Linked DNA regions of Mus musculus: region 1 is linked to region 2. The links are chromatin contacts, called in public promoter capture Hi-C maps. All regions are on one chromosome and are shown on one strand. The core of a region is the stretch at or near the end of the contact, and the rest is flanking DNA. Distances in the headings are between cores, read along the strand shown. Region 1 has its middle 35 kb from the start of Gm19673. Region 2 holds the start of Ogfrl1 (opioid growth factor receptor-like 1).

Evidence for each region. Promoter capture Hi-C pulls out the DNA fragments that hold promoters and counts their contacts.
Region 1: a promoter capture Hi-C map of neutrophils shows a contact between it and region 2. The contact joins the enhancer-like site here to the promoter of Ogfrl1 in region 2. A contact is called at or near these places in 4 of 39 promoter capture datasets (the C10 cell line, macrophages, neutrophils and 1 more), 4 of 484 Hi-C or Micro-C datasets (erythroblasts, granulocyte-monocyte progenitors, neutrophils and 1 more), 5 of 115 datasets of contacts at active chromatin or transcription factors (the HPC-7 cell line, bone marrow-derived macrophages, microglia and 1 more) and 3 of 9 other capture datasets (adipose tissue, liver and pancreatic islet).

What each region holds. Positions count from the first base shown.
Region 1 is chr1:23,430,821-23,438,317 of GRCm38.p6, reverse strand. No RefSeq gene overlaps it. Among named protein-coding and RNA genes, the nearest start is that of Gm19673, 35 kb to the right of the region's middle. Within about 2 kb of position 4,472, at least 41 of the 459 cell types and tissues checked have an H3K27ac peak or open chromatin away from gene starts, as enhancers often do. A contact at or near this core is called in adipose tissue, bone marrow-derived macrophages, erythroblasts and 3 more, where this site is marked.
Region 2 is chr1:23,379,805-23,387,106 of GRCm38.p6, reverse strand. Ogfrl1 (opioid growth factor receptor-like 1) reads left to right here and starts at 3,932. Exons shown (of 7, transcript NM_001081079.1): 1 at 3,932-4,292. The coding sequence starts at 4,056.

The sequences.
Region 1 (7,497 bases), core at 3,223-5,722, 51 kb before region 2:
TATCTGTTAAATCCATTTGGTTCATAACTTCTGTTAGTTTCACTGTGTCTCTGTTTAGTTTCTGTTTCCACGATCTGTCCATTGATGAAAGTGTGGTGTTGAAGTCTCCCACTATTATTGTGTGAGGTTCCGTATGTGCTTTGAGCTTTACTAAAGTTTCTTTAATGAATGTGGCTGCCCTTGCATTGGGAGCATAGATATTCAGAATTGAGAGTTCCTCTTGGAAGATTTTACCTTTGATGAGTATGAAGTGTCCCTCCTTGTCTTTTTTAATAACTTTGGGTTGGAAGTTGATTTTATTAGATATTAGAATGGCTAATCCAGCTTGTTTCTTCAGATCATTTGCTTGGAAAATTGTTTTCCAGCCTTTCACTCTGAGGTAGTGTCTGTCTTTTTCCCTGAGATGGGTTTCCTGTAAGCAGCAAAATGTTGGGCTCTGTTTGTGTAGCCACTCTGTTAGTCTATATCTTTTTATTGGGGAATTGAGTCCATTGATATTAAGAGATATTAAGAAAAAGTAATTGTTGCTTCCTGTTATTTTTGTTGTTAGAGTTGGAATTCTGTTCTTGTGGTTGTCTTCTTTTAGGTTTGTTGAAGGATTACTTTCTCGCTTTTTCTAGGGTGTGGTTTTCATCCTTGTATTGATTTTTTTTTCTGTTATTATCCTTTGAAGGGCTGGATTTGTGGGAAGATATTGTGTGAATTTGGTTTTGTCATGGAATACTTTGGTTTCTCCATCTATGGTAATTGAGAATTTTGCTGGGTATAGTAGCCTGGGCTGGCATTTGTGTTCTCTTAGTGTCTGTATAACATCTGTTCAGGCTATTCTGGCTTTCATAGTCTCTGGTGAGAAATCTGGAGTAATTCTAATAGGACTGCCTTTATATGTTACTTGACCTTTTTCCCTTGCTGCTTTTAATATTTTGTCTTTATTTAGTGCATTTGTTGTTCTGATTATTATGTGTCGGGAGGAATTTCTTTTCTGGTCCAGTCTATTTGGAGTTCTGTAGGCTTCTTGTATGTTCATGGGCATCTCTTTCTTTAGGTTTGGGAAGTTTTCTTCTATAATTTTGTTGAAGATATTTGCTGGCCCTTTTAGTTAAATATCTTCATTCTCATCTACTCCTATTATTGGTAGGTTTGGTCTTCTCTTTGTGTCCTGGATTTCCTGGATGTTTTGAGTTAGGATCTTTTTGCATTTTGCATTTTCTTTTATTTTTGTGCCCATGTTCCCTATGGAATCTTCTGCATATGAGATTCTCTCTTCCATCTCGTATTCTGTTGCTGATGTTTGCATCTATGGTTCCTGATTTCTTTCCATGGGTTTCTATCTCCAGAGTTGTCTCCCTTTGGGTTTTCTGTATTGCTTTTATTTCCCTTTTTAGATCCTGCATGGTTTTGTTCACTTCCATGTCCTGTTTGGTACTGTTTTCCTATAACTCCCTAAGGCATATTTGTGTTTCCTCTTGAAAGGCTTCTAGCTGTTTACCTGTGTTTTCCTAAATTTCCTTCTTAAAGTCCTCCATCATCATCATGAGAAGTGACTTTAGATCCATGTCTTGCTTTTCTGGTGTGATGGTGTATCCAAGACTTTTTATGGTGGGAGAGTTTAGTTCTGATGATGCCAAGTAACCTTGGTTTCTGTTGCTTTTGTTCTTACACTTGCCTCCTGCCATCTTATTATTGCAAGTATTTGCTGACCTCAATATATCTGATTGGAGCCTGTGTTTCCTATAATCCCAGTTGATTCAGGACTCCTCAGAGTCCAGCTTTCTCTGTGATTCTTTGCTTGTGGGCTCCTGTGAACCTGAGATTCTGGGTGTGTCAGAGTTCTTGGCAGTCAAGTTCCTCTGAGACCCTGAAATACTGGTGTGACCAAGCTCCTTTTATCCTGGGATTCTGTTGTCAAAGATCCTGGGTGTGTTACAGTGTCAGGAAGTGGTGTCTCCTTTGAGGAGCGTGGAGCTGTCTGGTCAGTTGCCCTAAGATTTCGTGGAGAGTCCTCTAGGGACCTTGGGGTTGTCTGCCGATTCTGTGCCCAAGGTAACCTGGTGCTGCCACTGCCCGGAAAGGACTTGTTGTGTGGGCTTTTCTAAACAATCAGAGGACTATCTCTTAGCACACCTTTCAGTGAATCAAATTCTGGGGGAAAAAAAACACATTTACTTAACTTTTTACAACCGTGGTCATTTTGAGCTACCACAAATCTTACAGAGGAATGGGTATGGAGATGTTTGTCCAGTCTTAGGAGTTGGCTGTTTCCTGTTTCCTTGCTGTCCAGGATCTGTGGAACCATCCAAGGATAGACCAGAAGAACCAAGTCCAGTAGAATCATCTGTGTCTGTGAGAGGAGATTGGAGCATCTGTAGGTTGCTTCTCTGGAGCTGTCCTGGATGTAATAAGTGCCTGAACTTGACAAGATGCTGAAACACACACACACACACATATTTATATTATAGGTAGAAAATACAATTAAGTACATTTGGGAAAAACAAATTTTTTTCTTGGATGTATATTTGAAACCCAGAACTTTGGCAGATGTACTTATCTGGATAGAGTCTATTTGGTCCATGAGAGGTAGATGTGAGTGAGTTTTCTGTAGCTTATAAGCTTACAAAAGAGATAACAACATGAGTTAACAATATGAACAGTCTTTTAGATGAGCCTTTGTGGGTCAGAAGGAACAAGAATTTGTGATTATATACTTGGATTGTATATGTAGTGGAATTTTAATTAGGGGTAGGCAAATTTATAAGAACTTGAATGATGTTAGGACAGTGGCATAGCAAGAAGAGGAAATATGAAGCATTTAATCAATGGAAACCAAGTTTAGGTAAGAAAGTAACTGATTACACCTGGGAAAGCTTTTTCTAGCTGTCAAGCTACAGTTACCTTAGCTGTCAATGTAATCAGAAATCTAAGAAAGAATAAACTATAATCTAGCAGTCATATATCAATTAAAAAATGACAGAGTCCACTAGCCAATAGTTCCCTGTGGTCTCTGTGGTCTTCATGGCAACTTGGGCAGAGTCAGTCTGGCTTTTAAGCCCAGAAGACAAAGATCCTTTTTTTTTCCCTGTGGCATAGATACATGTGACATGAGAAATGACTTTCCTTGATTTAAATAAGGCTCAGGGTATCCAGTTTTGTCCACTGTGTTTTTCAGTGGTTACCATACCACAACCTAGGCAGCTTCTTGCAATTGTGTCCATATCTTCTGAGACCTCGTGGGAGTGAACTGTTAAAGGCTTCGGAAGACTTTGTCTGTCACAAACTTAAATGTATTAATAATTATCAGACTTCTGACAAGGTTAAGGGCTATATCAATTGATTATATCTAAATAGAGCAGACCATAACTCAATGGCAGTAGAAAAAAATCATCATCTATCAAGACAGGAGAGAGAGAGAGAGAGAGAGAGAGAGAGAGAGAAGAGGAGGTCAGCAATGAGCATGTAGAGAGAGAGAGGGAAGGGAATAGGGAGAGAGGGGAGGCAGGGAAAACAAGAGCAAGAGAAAGCAAGAGAGCAAGAGAGCGAGAGAGCAAGGAGGGGACAAGCACCCCCTTTTATAGTGAGTCAGCCATACCTAGCTGTTGCCAGGTAACTGTGGGGTGCAGCTTAGACAGAATGCTAACATCTGATTTGGTATCAGTCAAGATAGGAGAAGCACAAATTTAGAAAGCTCAGAGCAATTTGCAGAGCCAGGAGCTGAAAACTATATAAGGTTAGATAAATATTTTAGGTTCTTCTTTCACTCTCTGTTTTCCCTTCCTCTAAAAAACAAACAAACAAACCAAAATAATAAACAACAACAAAACTAAACTAAAACAGAGAAGACTTTGTGTTTCAGGTTTGGAGAGCTTTTTAGGAGTCACCAAGTTCATTATACAGAAATTCCACAAGAGTCTTTTCTTTTTAATTTGATAGTTATTTTATTTTTAATTTATGTATGTTTATTTTAAGAGCACTGGTGATTTTCCTACATGTATGTCTATTTGAGGGTGTCAGATATTGGAGTTATAGACAGTGATGAACTGCCATATGGCTACTAGGAATTGAACCTGGGTCCTCTGGAAGAGCAGTCAGCACTCTTCTGACTGTTGAGCCATCTCTTTAGCCCCTCCATAGGAGTCTTAAGAAGTAGTTTGCAAGTGTCCAGAAGAATACCTTCAAGGACAGGAAATACTCTTTCTGCCCTCTAGGAAGACCTGTTCTTTGGGAAATGGGAGCTTAAATAAACACTGTTTTCTGAAGTCAGACAATAACAAGGAAAGTTGGACTTCAAATCTAATCATCCTGACTTCTCACTCAGTGATCTGTATGGGAAACTTTAGTAGATATTCTTGATTATAAAATGGTCTGAAGGAAACTAACTTGGTTTAACTCTACAAGGGAAGTCCACATTCAAGTGAAGGGGAAGGAGTCAGTGATGTCCGGCGAGGTTGTGAAATCTGATGTCCATTGAGAAACATGCAGAGCTCGTGAGCTCTCCAAACACTGGGACAGGAAGTTCTTACTTACTTTTTGGCTAGAACCAATGTTGCTTTGAGAACATTTCTTCTCTTGTTCCTCATTTTTCTCTTTCCAGTTTCACAATCAGCAGGTGGTCAAATATAGACTGTTATCTCAGGGAGAAAACAATTTAAAAAATTATTGTCCTTTTCAACAAAAATCAAAAGATTCCCTAAGAACTATTACAATTATTGATAGAAAAACAAAACACACGCGCACACACATAAACACAGACTAAACAAATAGACAACCCACAGTTCTCACCATCAAAAGATTAAAAGATAATTTATTCTGGAGCCAAATTCGGGTGAACATGGTCTGAGAACACAGATATATGTTACTCCAAATTCTATGCTCCAACATGGTAACAGCTTCATGAAGTTTTATCATTTTACAGAACAAAGAATGTCATAAATCAAGTCAAGTTTAAAATACATAAATGGATATATTTGCCAGGTGGTTCCAGCAAAATACAGGAAGCTTTTCTATAGGTCTCAGACACTATCTGACAACATTCTTAGCATTGGGATTGGTAGAAGCCAAGATCTGATAAATTAATAGATTCCATTTTATTTTATTAGTCACAGGGTGGTAGTTCCAAAACAGAGGTGGGCAAAGAACGGCTGTATAGGTGGCTAAAGCTCGCCTGGAGATTAGACATTAGCCTCTAGACCTGAAACATTCCAATCTCAACACATCACTTCAGTCTTAATCAGTCAAATGCTCTCTGCAGAGATAGCTATTTTCCAGGAATACTTGTTGATACAACCTTTAGCACACACAAAAAAGCAAATTTTCCATTTGAGCCCATTATGTCAGCTGTATCCTTTGTCTTTTCACAAGGGTTTTTGCCAGTTTAATACTGCCAGCCGGCACTTCCCACATCTTCAGCCTCAGGAGTAGAAGAATATCCTCAGGCTCTCTTAGGGTATGAGAGGTATGCCCAGTATGGCAAATGTCTTTCTCTCTCAGTGTTCACTAATGTGCTTGTAGAAACTGGCACAGTTGCACACACTAACGATGGAGGAAAACCACATAACCTTACCTTGGAGATTCTTTTTCCTTCCAGCACTGACTCTGTTCAATGTGTAGTAGAGCCACAAGTTGAGGAAGCCCTGGTACATCAATTGTTTCATGAAGCTTGAAATGCTAATAGTTCAGCAGCTGCTTTGGCAAAAAGTCTGGCCAAGTGCTGCTCCATCTCAAATGCCCTCTTTTTCTGTAGAAGGGCTATTTTTTTTCTTGATGCATTGAACACTTTTAAGTGAGGAAAAGATAGAAAAAACTTAATGAAGATGAGTAAACACTTATCCAAGAGTACAATGCAGAGAAAATGTGGCACACAGTCTTTGGTCACCTAGAAACATAAAGAACATAAAGAGGTGGAGTGAACAGGTTACCAGAAAGGGAATTACAGATATAAAAAATTCCTTCTAGGAGAGAGAGAAAAAAAAAAGGAAGTCTAGGGTTTTGGGTGTTTACAATCTCTGAAACTCCTTACAAAATGAGAAAGCAACAGAAAGATATGCCTGTGAGAGGAAATTTAATAAGTTCATACAGTTTCTGACCCTAGAGGAAAGAGGAAAAGTCTATGCAAATCAATCTCTGTTTTACTAAATAGAAGGGGAAGGAGTGGACCATAAGGAAGAAGGAAAGGAGGAATGAAAAGGAATGAAAAAGAAACAAAAGATAGAAAGGAAAGATGAAAAGAAAGAAGGAAAGAAAGGAAGAGAAGAAAGAAAGAAAGAAAGAAAGAAAGAAAGAAAGAAAGAAAGAAAGAAAGAAAGAAAGAAAGAGAGGGAGGGAGGGAGGAAGGGAGGAAGAAAGGAAGGAAAGAAGGAAGGAAGGAAGGAAGAAAGAAAGAAAGAAAGAAAGAAAGAAAGAAAGAAAGAGAGAGAGAGAAAGGGAGAGAAAGAAAGGAAGGAAGGCAGGGAGAGAGGAGAAAGAAGAAAAGAAAAGAAGAGGAGAGGAGAGGAGAGGAGAGGAAAACAAAAGAAAAGAAAGGAGGGAGGATAGAAAGAATGAGGGAAGTATTGGTTTCAGTTTTTGACCCCTAAGACAAGGGACTGAGATGCATATTTTACACACCAAAGCAGACCTGGAAATAGAAACTAAACAGAGACACAGTGAAACTAATGGAAGTTATGAACCAAATGGACGTAACAGATATCTACAGAGCATTTCACCCTAAAACAAAAGAATACACCTTCTTCTCAGAGCCTCATGGTACTTTCTACAAAATTGACCATATAATCTGACACAAAACAAGCCTCAACCAATACAAAAAGATTGAAATTTTCTCATCCATCCTACCAAATCACCATGGACTAAGGCTGGCCTTCAACAACAACAAGAGAAAGCCCACGTACACACGGAAGCTGAACAATTATCTACTCAATGATAACTTGGTCAGGGAGGAAATACAAAAAGAAATTGAAGACTTTTTAGAATGTAATGAGAATGAAGGCATAACATACCCAAACATATGGGACACAATGAAAGCAGTGCTAAGAGGAAAACTCATAGCCCTGAGTGCTTTCATAGAGAAATTGAAGAGGGCATACACCAGCAGCTTGACAGCACACCTGAAAGCTCTAAGGCAAAAAGAAGCAAATTCACCCAAGAGGAATAGACAGGAGGAAATAATCAAACTCAGGGCTGAAATCAAGCAAGTAGAAACAAAGGAAACTATACAAAGAATCAACCAAACCAGGAGCTGGCTCTTTGAGAAAAATCAACAAGATAGATAAATCTTAAGCCAGACTAACCAGAGGGCACAGAAGCAGTATCCAAATTAACAAAATAAGAAATGAAAGGGAGACATAACAACAGAAACAGAGGAAATTTTTAAAAAATCATCAGATCCTACTACAAAAGCCTATACTCAACAAAACTGGAAAATCTAGATGAAATGAATGATTTTCAGACAGATACAAGGTACCAAAGTTAAATCAGAATCAGATAAACCATTTAAACAGTCCCACA
Region 2 (7,302 bases), core at 2,683-5,182:
ATCCTGATCCTAAGTCAGCCAGAAGTTTGGCTTCCACCCTTGGTGGAGCCACCCCCACAGTGATACAGTTCCTCCAACGAGGCCATGCCTACTCCAACAAAGACACACTTCCTAATAGTGGGCCAAGCATTCAAATACCAGTCTATGCGGCCAAACCCACTCGAACCAGGACAGTGTTCAATTTGATACTCTTGAAAGATGTTTTAGAAGAATAATGACTAGACCTAACATACACTAAAGGTGATTCCTGGTTATGGGTTAAGTATTGAAATTTATTTTGTTTTCAGTCAATTTCCCCCTGTTTCTTGGGTTAATTTTGAACTCCAGGGCTAAATTAACCCCCCTACTGTAGTCTTCTGAGTAGCCAGCACCACAGGGGCTATGCTGACTAGTTTTATATTGACTAGATACAATTGAAAGTCATCTGAGAGGAAAGAGCTTCAATGAAAATTCCTCTTGAAGGTAAGCCTAGGGCATTTTCTTAATTAGTGATTGATGTGGGATGGCCTTTCACATTGTAGTTGGGGACACCCCTGGGCTGATGGCCCTGGTACTATAAGAAAGCAGGCTGAGCAAGCCATAGGGAACAAGCCAGTAAGCAGCATTCCTCCCTGACTCTATTCCTGCTGTGTTTCCATTCCTGCTCTGACTTCCCTAAGAGGAGGATCATGACCTGACATTTGAAAGATGAAGTGAACCTTTTCCTCCCTGAGTTGCCTTTTTGGTCACAGTGCATCCTTACAATAGTACTAACCCTTATATGCTACCATATCCAGCAAAAGGATGCATTTCTAGAAACACACTTAACTGTTAATTCAAGAATGTTGTATGCTCTCAAAGGTAGGAAGTTTTTAAAACATTCTTCATTAAGGGTAATTCCTTTATTACAGGGCCTAAGAGATATTCAGAATTAACTATTAAAAACATATGTTGAATACAATGTAGGCATATTATTGCTTTAAACTTACTCTAAGAGTTTTTCTATACTATGCTTTTATAATTTCTCACCTAAAACTACATTCACCAATAAACACATTTCACACCTTGGCAGATGATCTATAACCCTATTAAAAAACTAATAAAAAGATCAAAAGGTATAAGAAAATGTAGGAGCTTAACTGTAGCAGTTACTTATGATTATATATGTAAATATATGTATGCTTGCATGCACGCTCCCCACTGTATAACAGAGCACTTCAGAATTTAGTGACCTAAAAACAGTAGTCATTTTATCAAATTTTACGACTCAGAAATTTGAGCAGTGCTCTATTGGGTGTTTATTTTGTTCCAAGTAGGATCAATGAATCTTACTGAATGAGATTTATCTGGTGGATGAAGTCAACATGAAGCCATTCACATTTCATAGGAGATACTGAGAGGCAGGGGTTAGTCGGCAGACCTGGCCAGGGTCCACATCCAGTGGCCTTTTCGGCGAGGCACTATCATAGGAGTTGAATTTACATGTCAGCCCAGAGCTATCAGAGGGAATAACCCAAACTAATATACTGAAAATGCAAAGTTCCCTTTGGCTTAACTTTGAAAATCTTAAAATATATCTTATTCCAGGTTCTATTTTTTAAGGTAGATTATAACCAATTCAAGAGTGAGGGTTAAAACTCTATCTTTCTCTTTCTCTCTTTTTTTTAAATTTTGAAATTAAAATATGATTATATTATTTTTATCCTTCCCTTTCCTCCCTCCAACCCTTCCCATGTACCCTACTCCCTTCTATTTATTTTTAAAAATCAAGTTCACAAACTATGTTTTTAAAAAAATTATTGTTGCATATAGTGGAAGAGGTAGGGGAAACCCTGAAAGAGCCAGAGAAACAGGAGTTTGCTTTGCGATTTCCTCTTCTAGACCTGTCAGGGAAGCTACACCCAGGAAGACTCATGAACATGAGCTGAACAGGGATGGCACCGATAGACATGCTAACACGAAAAGGGGGAAGTCTCATGGGGCCTCAACCCTAGACAAAGAACTCCATGCAACTACGACATTCTGGGAGCAGGGAAAATAGACTCCTAATTACAGGACAGCAAAGACATTGCAATGGACTTATTCTACAATACAGGTGGGAAACAGGTAGAGCACCTGGGCACATTACCACTAGGCTTTCAGCTCCGATCTTGGACTAAATGTTCACTTTGCAGTGTATTCTAGTCCGGTTCTGATGGAAGACAAATGGAATCCCTGAATTTTAACAGTGTCAGATTGATTTGTTCTACAGCTGCCCCATACTTTTTTTTTTTTTTTCTCACTAAGTCATTGTCAACATAAACCATGATCAGAGGTTCTCTGCAGTGACATTTATTTGGGATGAGCAGAGCCCTGGGAGAGAGGAGACGAACAAGAATTAACCACAGATATAGTCAACAGGGTTTGAGGAAGGATTCGACTCTAAATTTAAAAAGAGATAAACTTACAAAAACGTCTTGAATATCAAGACTTTGGGTTTTGGAGGAGGGGGGAAGAAGGTCTTGAGGTGGGTTCCCTTGTATAGTTTGTAGGATTGCTAGGCAAATTCTCTGCGTGAGCATTCGTATGGACTGCTGCAGTCTTAATGTTACAGATAATCCTATCCCCTTCCCGACCCCCTGTTGTGGGAGAGGTGCGCAAAGCAAGCTGGCCTATTAAAACAAACATCTTATCAACCAAGAAACTCCCTACCTCAGACAGGTATGAACACCCCTCCCCCAATAATACTGTCAAGTTCTAATTTTGTTTGGATCTGACAAGGACTTCATCCTAATATCATCAGTTTTTATGAATGAATATCTGACCAGAACGTTCTTTTTGTGTGGCCCCTGATAGTCATAAGGTCATTAAAGGTGAAGCTAGATGCCATTCCAGAGAGAAAAACCTGGCTTCATTTTGAAGATGAGGAGACTACCGGGGTCTCAAGAAGTTACGTGACCTGTCCAAAGCCAGAAACTGCTAGTAGAGTCACACCCTACTGTGAAGTTTGGAAAGAAACAACCACTGATTTATCTGTGGAGAGGCATCTTCTAGCCAAATCTTCCTTAAGCAATACCCATCTACCTGGATTTGCAATCTATTTAATTACTAGTTCTGAGTACAATTGATGCATCTAATAAAACTAACCCATGATCCCAGGCAATGTCCCACGGCAGAAAAAATCCCATCAAGACTCAGGTGCAGGCATCGGGCCACTAGCTCCTGGAGTTGGTTTCACGCTCTGCCATTTTCAGATGCTTTGGTTGTTATTTTGCCTAGAAGTATTCTTACAGCAGGTTTGCCTCTGGTCCTTAGAACCATAGTCTTCAGCACTCCACTTAGAACCAGCCTGTTCATTGTATAAATGCCGACGTTTTTCTGCCCAGAGCACAAATGTGGACTACTCACTGATGAAATAAATGTGCTGGCCTAATTCTTCTTGCTCCTTTGTTTCGAGAGAAGTTTGCTTTTAAGATGAGGGGACAGAGAGCTCTGACTTTTATTTTATAGACCGCAGGGATTCTAGGTGGCCTTAAGTACTGTTCCCGAAGCTTGGATTTCCTGTTTAGAGGGTGCACTGTCAAGATTAGCTTTTGTCTTCTGCTGTGGCTAATTTGTCTTCCTCTTGGAGCAGCCAGTGGGGGCGGGGGTGTGGGCAGGACCGGTCTGCTGATGGAGACACCTCCTTCCACTCTCTGACCTGGGCGGGATCAGGCTTCTCGCTTGGCTGGGAGGAGCCCCAAGGGGGCGGATCCCGGTCCACAGGGGGCGGGGCAGCTGACCCCTGGCCACTCCCGGGGACCGTGGAGGGGGGCGCGTCCCGGTGGAGCTGGTGCCGCGCGCTCGGGAGTGGGTTGGCTTCGCTGGGGCGGGGCGGGGCAGGGCGGGGCGGCGGCGGGATGGGCTGGCTGGGACGCGTGCGGCGGCGGCTCCGGGGGGCCCGGCTCCTCCCCGCCTGTGCGCCGGAGCGCCGGCGGCCGCGCTGAGCTGTGCGGCGCGGGCCGGGCGAGCAGCCGCCTGCGCCCCGAGCGAGCGGAGCGCGGCCATGCCCGGGCCCTAGCGCGCTACCGCAGCCCGCGCCCGCCGCCGCCTCTTCAATGGGCAACCTGCTCGGCGGGGTCAGCTTCCGCGAGCCCACCACCGTGGAGGACTGCGACTCCACCTGGCAGACCGATTCGGAGCCCGAGCCCGAGCAGCCGGGGCCGGCAGGCGGTGGCGAGGGCCAGCAGCACGACGAGCCGGAGCAGCCCAAGCAACCTCCCGAGAGAGCCGGAGGGCGGCCCCGCGCCAGCCCCGTGCCCGAGGACCACGCCGAGGCGGCGGGCGCGGAGCAGGTACGCGGCCCCGGGACCCACGGTGGGCCCGGCGAGGTCGTGCTCCCGGCGCCCGGGAGGGGACTGCCCCCGGGGATGCAGGGCGGGATGCTCGGCGTGCTTGGCCCGGGCACCCGACCTAAGGGAGCCTGCGGTGCCCAGGTGGCTAGCTGCTAGCCCAGGGGGCCTTGCTGTGAACCTCGCAGGGAAGTCTCCCCAAGGCAGACCCCGACCCCACTCGGTGTTCTCTTTGCCTCTGCAGCGCAGCTGGGTGATGCGAAGGTGGGGTGGGAGGAACTAAACTAAAAATAGAAGATTGTGAGGAGGACCCGGCCAGTGCCTGTTATTGATTTTTTTTTAATTTTAATTTTTTAAAAAAAGATTTAAAATATTATTCAGAGCAAGACAACTGCAGTTGTGAAGCGGCCCGCAGCCTCCCCCTCCCAGCGAGGGTCCAACGGGCATTAAAAGTATCACAGAAGGTTCCTGAGCAAACTTAAAATAACACCGTTCATTTCCCCAAGAGAAACCTTTCAACGACTTGAGTATTCCTTTAACATTTACGTTCACCCAGAAGACTTGTTGATCCAACCAAGCTTAAGTCAGTTGACCAATACAATTAGGTAGATAGGTTAGAAGAGAGATAGATGGCGTCCCTTAACCTCTTGTGGCTTCAGAAACTTTTAAAAGGAGGAACTGTATATTTTTAAAGAAGTCTGCACCGTTTAAGGTTGGTGGTTCTGTATTAGGCCTCCCTCTTACAACTTGAAGGAAAATGGAGCCCAAAATCCAATGTGACTTTAGGGGAAGCATCACCTTTCCAGGAAGTCCGAGCCTTCCCATCCAGGTTAATTGAGCGTGTTATTGAATGGAATGCAATTTCCAGGTGTGCGGTCCGTTTTAATTCCCCATTTTGGAGAACTGTGAGCCTTAAAGGAAATCTTGCCCAAAGCATACGAGGAGAAAAGTATGTCTGTGGCCAAAGTGAGGGCCTTGGCCCTGCTAATGAGATCTTGGCCGCCCTTGTCTTCTGTTCCCGTTTGTATTTTGCACTTAGTGTTATGTGCTCAACCCCAAAACAATAGCGCATGCCACATTTCAGCGTCTTATCCTCCCATTTGTCTTCCAAGTAAATAGCAAATAGCCACTGAGAAGTTTGGAATTAAAGAAACAAAAACAAAACTTGTTAATACAATTAACTAGGTCAATTGTAAAATAACATACCATTTCAACAAATACTCTGCAACCTGAGTAAGAATAGAGCATCCTTTAATTGTTAATTTTTGTTCCTGGAAGTTCCACCAGACTTCTTAAATAATCGTTGTGACGCTGTTTTGACTCCTTACTCTATTTGCCCACTATGCGGACCGGTCAGTTCCCCCTTTAAAGGAGGTTGCAGACTGGTTTCACCCGCTCACTGTCTTTGCTCTCATCCATCTCTGTAAACGTTAGACAAAAGATGGTACCACTAACTGAGGTGAGGAAACCTGGGGTGAAAGATGTTTCAGAGGTTAAGTCAAGGCTTATGCTAAGTTTTGCGTCCTATTAGACACCCAAGTGGATGGGCGAGTAGTTAATGGTCTCTATAAATAGATGCTCCGTCTAGGCTGGAGCTATAGGCTTGCATTTAGTATCTATACATAGATACTGTCTAAGCTGGAGCTATAGGCATGCATTTAGGATAAGTTGTACTCAAAAAAAAAAAATCAATGCAAGATAAGAGGTCATCAAAGAGTCATGAGGGGTGAGAATAAGGCTGTCTATACGGGTTGTGATTAAGACGAGAAAAAGGGGAGCAATGGTACAGGAAGCAAGTCAGGAGAGAGTGGTATTCTGACAGCTAAGTGTTAACACTGCTTCAGGGCCTTACAGGGTCCCAGCTGCTGGGAAGTCCCTGGGATGACCGCTGAGACATGATTTGAGTAAATGGGGGATTGGTTTGGAAAGTTCCTAATAGTCCCATTTTAAAGCAATGCCCTGGACAGAGTGTCAGTTCCTTGGTGAAGATTCACTTCAGAAGAAAGCAGAGACACAGCCTGCAAGTAGGGTAGACCTGGGTCAAGGGAGGCGTTATGCTTAGGATTGGAGAGACTACAGTGTGTTTGGTGGTTGCATGGAATGGTTTGGAAGAGCCAAGTTTTGATGATCCAGGGAAGGGGAATTAAGGAGCAGATTCCTTGCTGAGGAGGTGAAAGCGGCCAGGGTACAGCAGTGAATGGGGCAGACTCTGGCGGGCTGAGGGATGCCGTCATTTACATGGTAGTCTTGGGGAACAGGCAGGCCGTGAGTCATTAGCTTCGTTTCACAGATGATGAAACTAAGATTCAGCTAAATGATTTGCTTAAGGCCTCACACATATTAAGGAGCAGAACGAAGCCTCGCACTACTCTCCTGGATCCAGAGACTTGGGTCGTTGATCTTCATGACAGGATTTTTCAAATATCCATCACTTCTAGCAGGGACAAAACTGGTTCCGACCCAATTAGTCAGACATGGGAAGCAGCGACTTCTTACACTGTTGCTGGGCTCTGAGCCTTGTTCACTTCCTCTTAAGTTCCGGCAGCCTTGTTCCCAAGATGCTGGCACTAATAACTGTCAGTCAGGCGTGTTGCACGGAAGTGTTTGGTAAATGGGAACGTGCTCTCTGCAAGTGCTTGTGGTTGTAGCTCAGGCTAAATAGATTCTGAACCTTGCTAGGCAGAGCTATTTTGAAAAGTGTGGCAAGAACCAGAATTGGAGCTTTTCCTTGCTTATGTAACATGACAGTGTAACGACTGTTAAACAGCGGAGGGCTGGGTGTTAAAGTATCTCTGTACTTGTAGTAAGAGTGAGAAATCACACCACTTCAGAAATGCGTGAAAGCTGCTTAGATGATGCCAGTCTGTCAGCACAGACAGGGTGGGAAGGGTTGAGACAAAGGGTTGGGGGCAGACTTCTTGAATATTCATATCTCAGCACCGCGGTCTTCTTTATCATGTTCCGTTGTACAGTCCTGTGTGTCACTGGACAAGTGCATTTTGCCATACAGCAT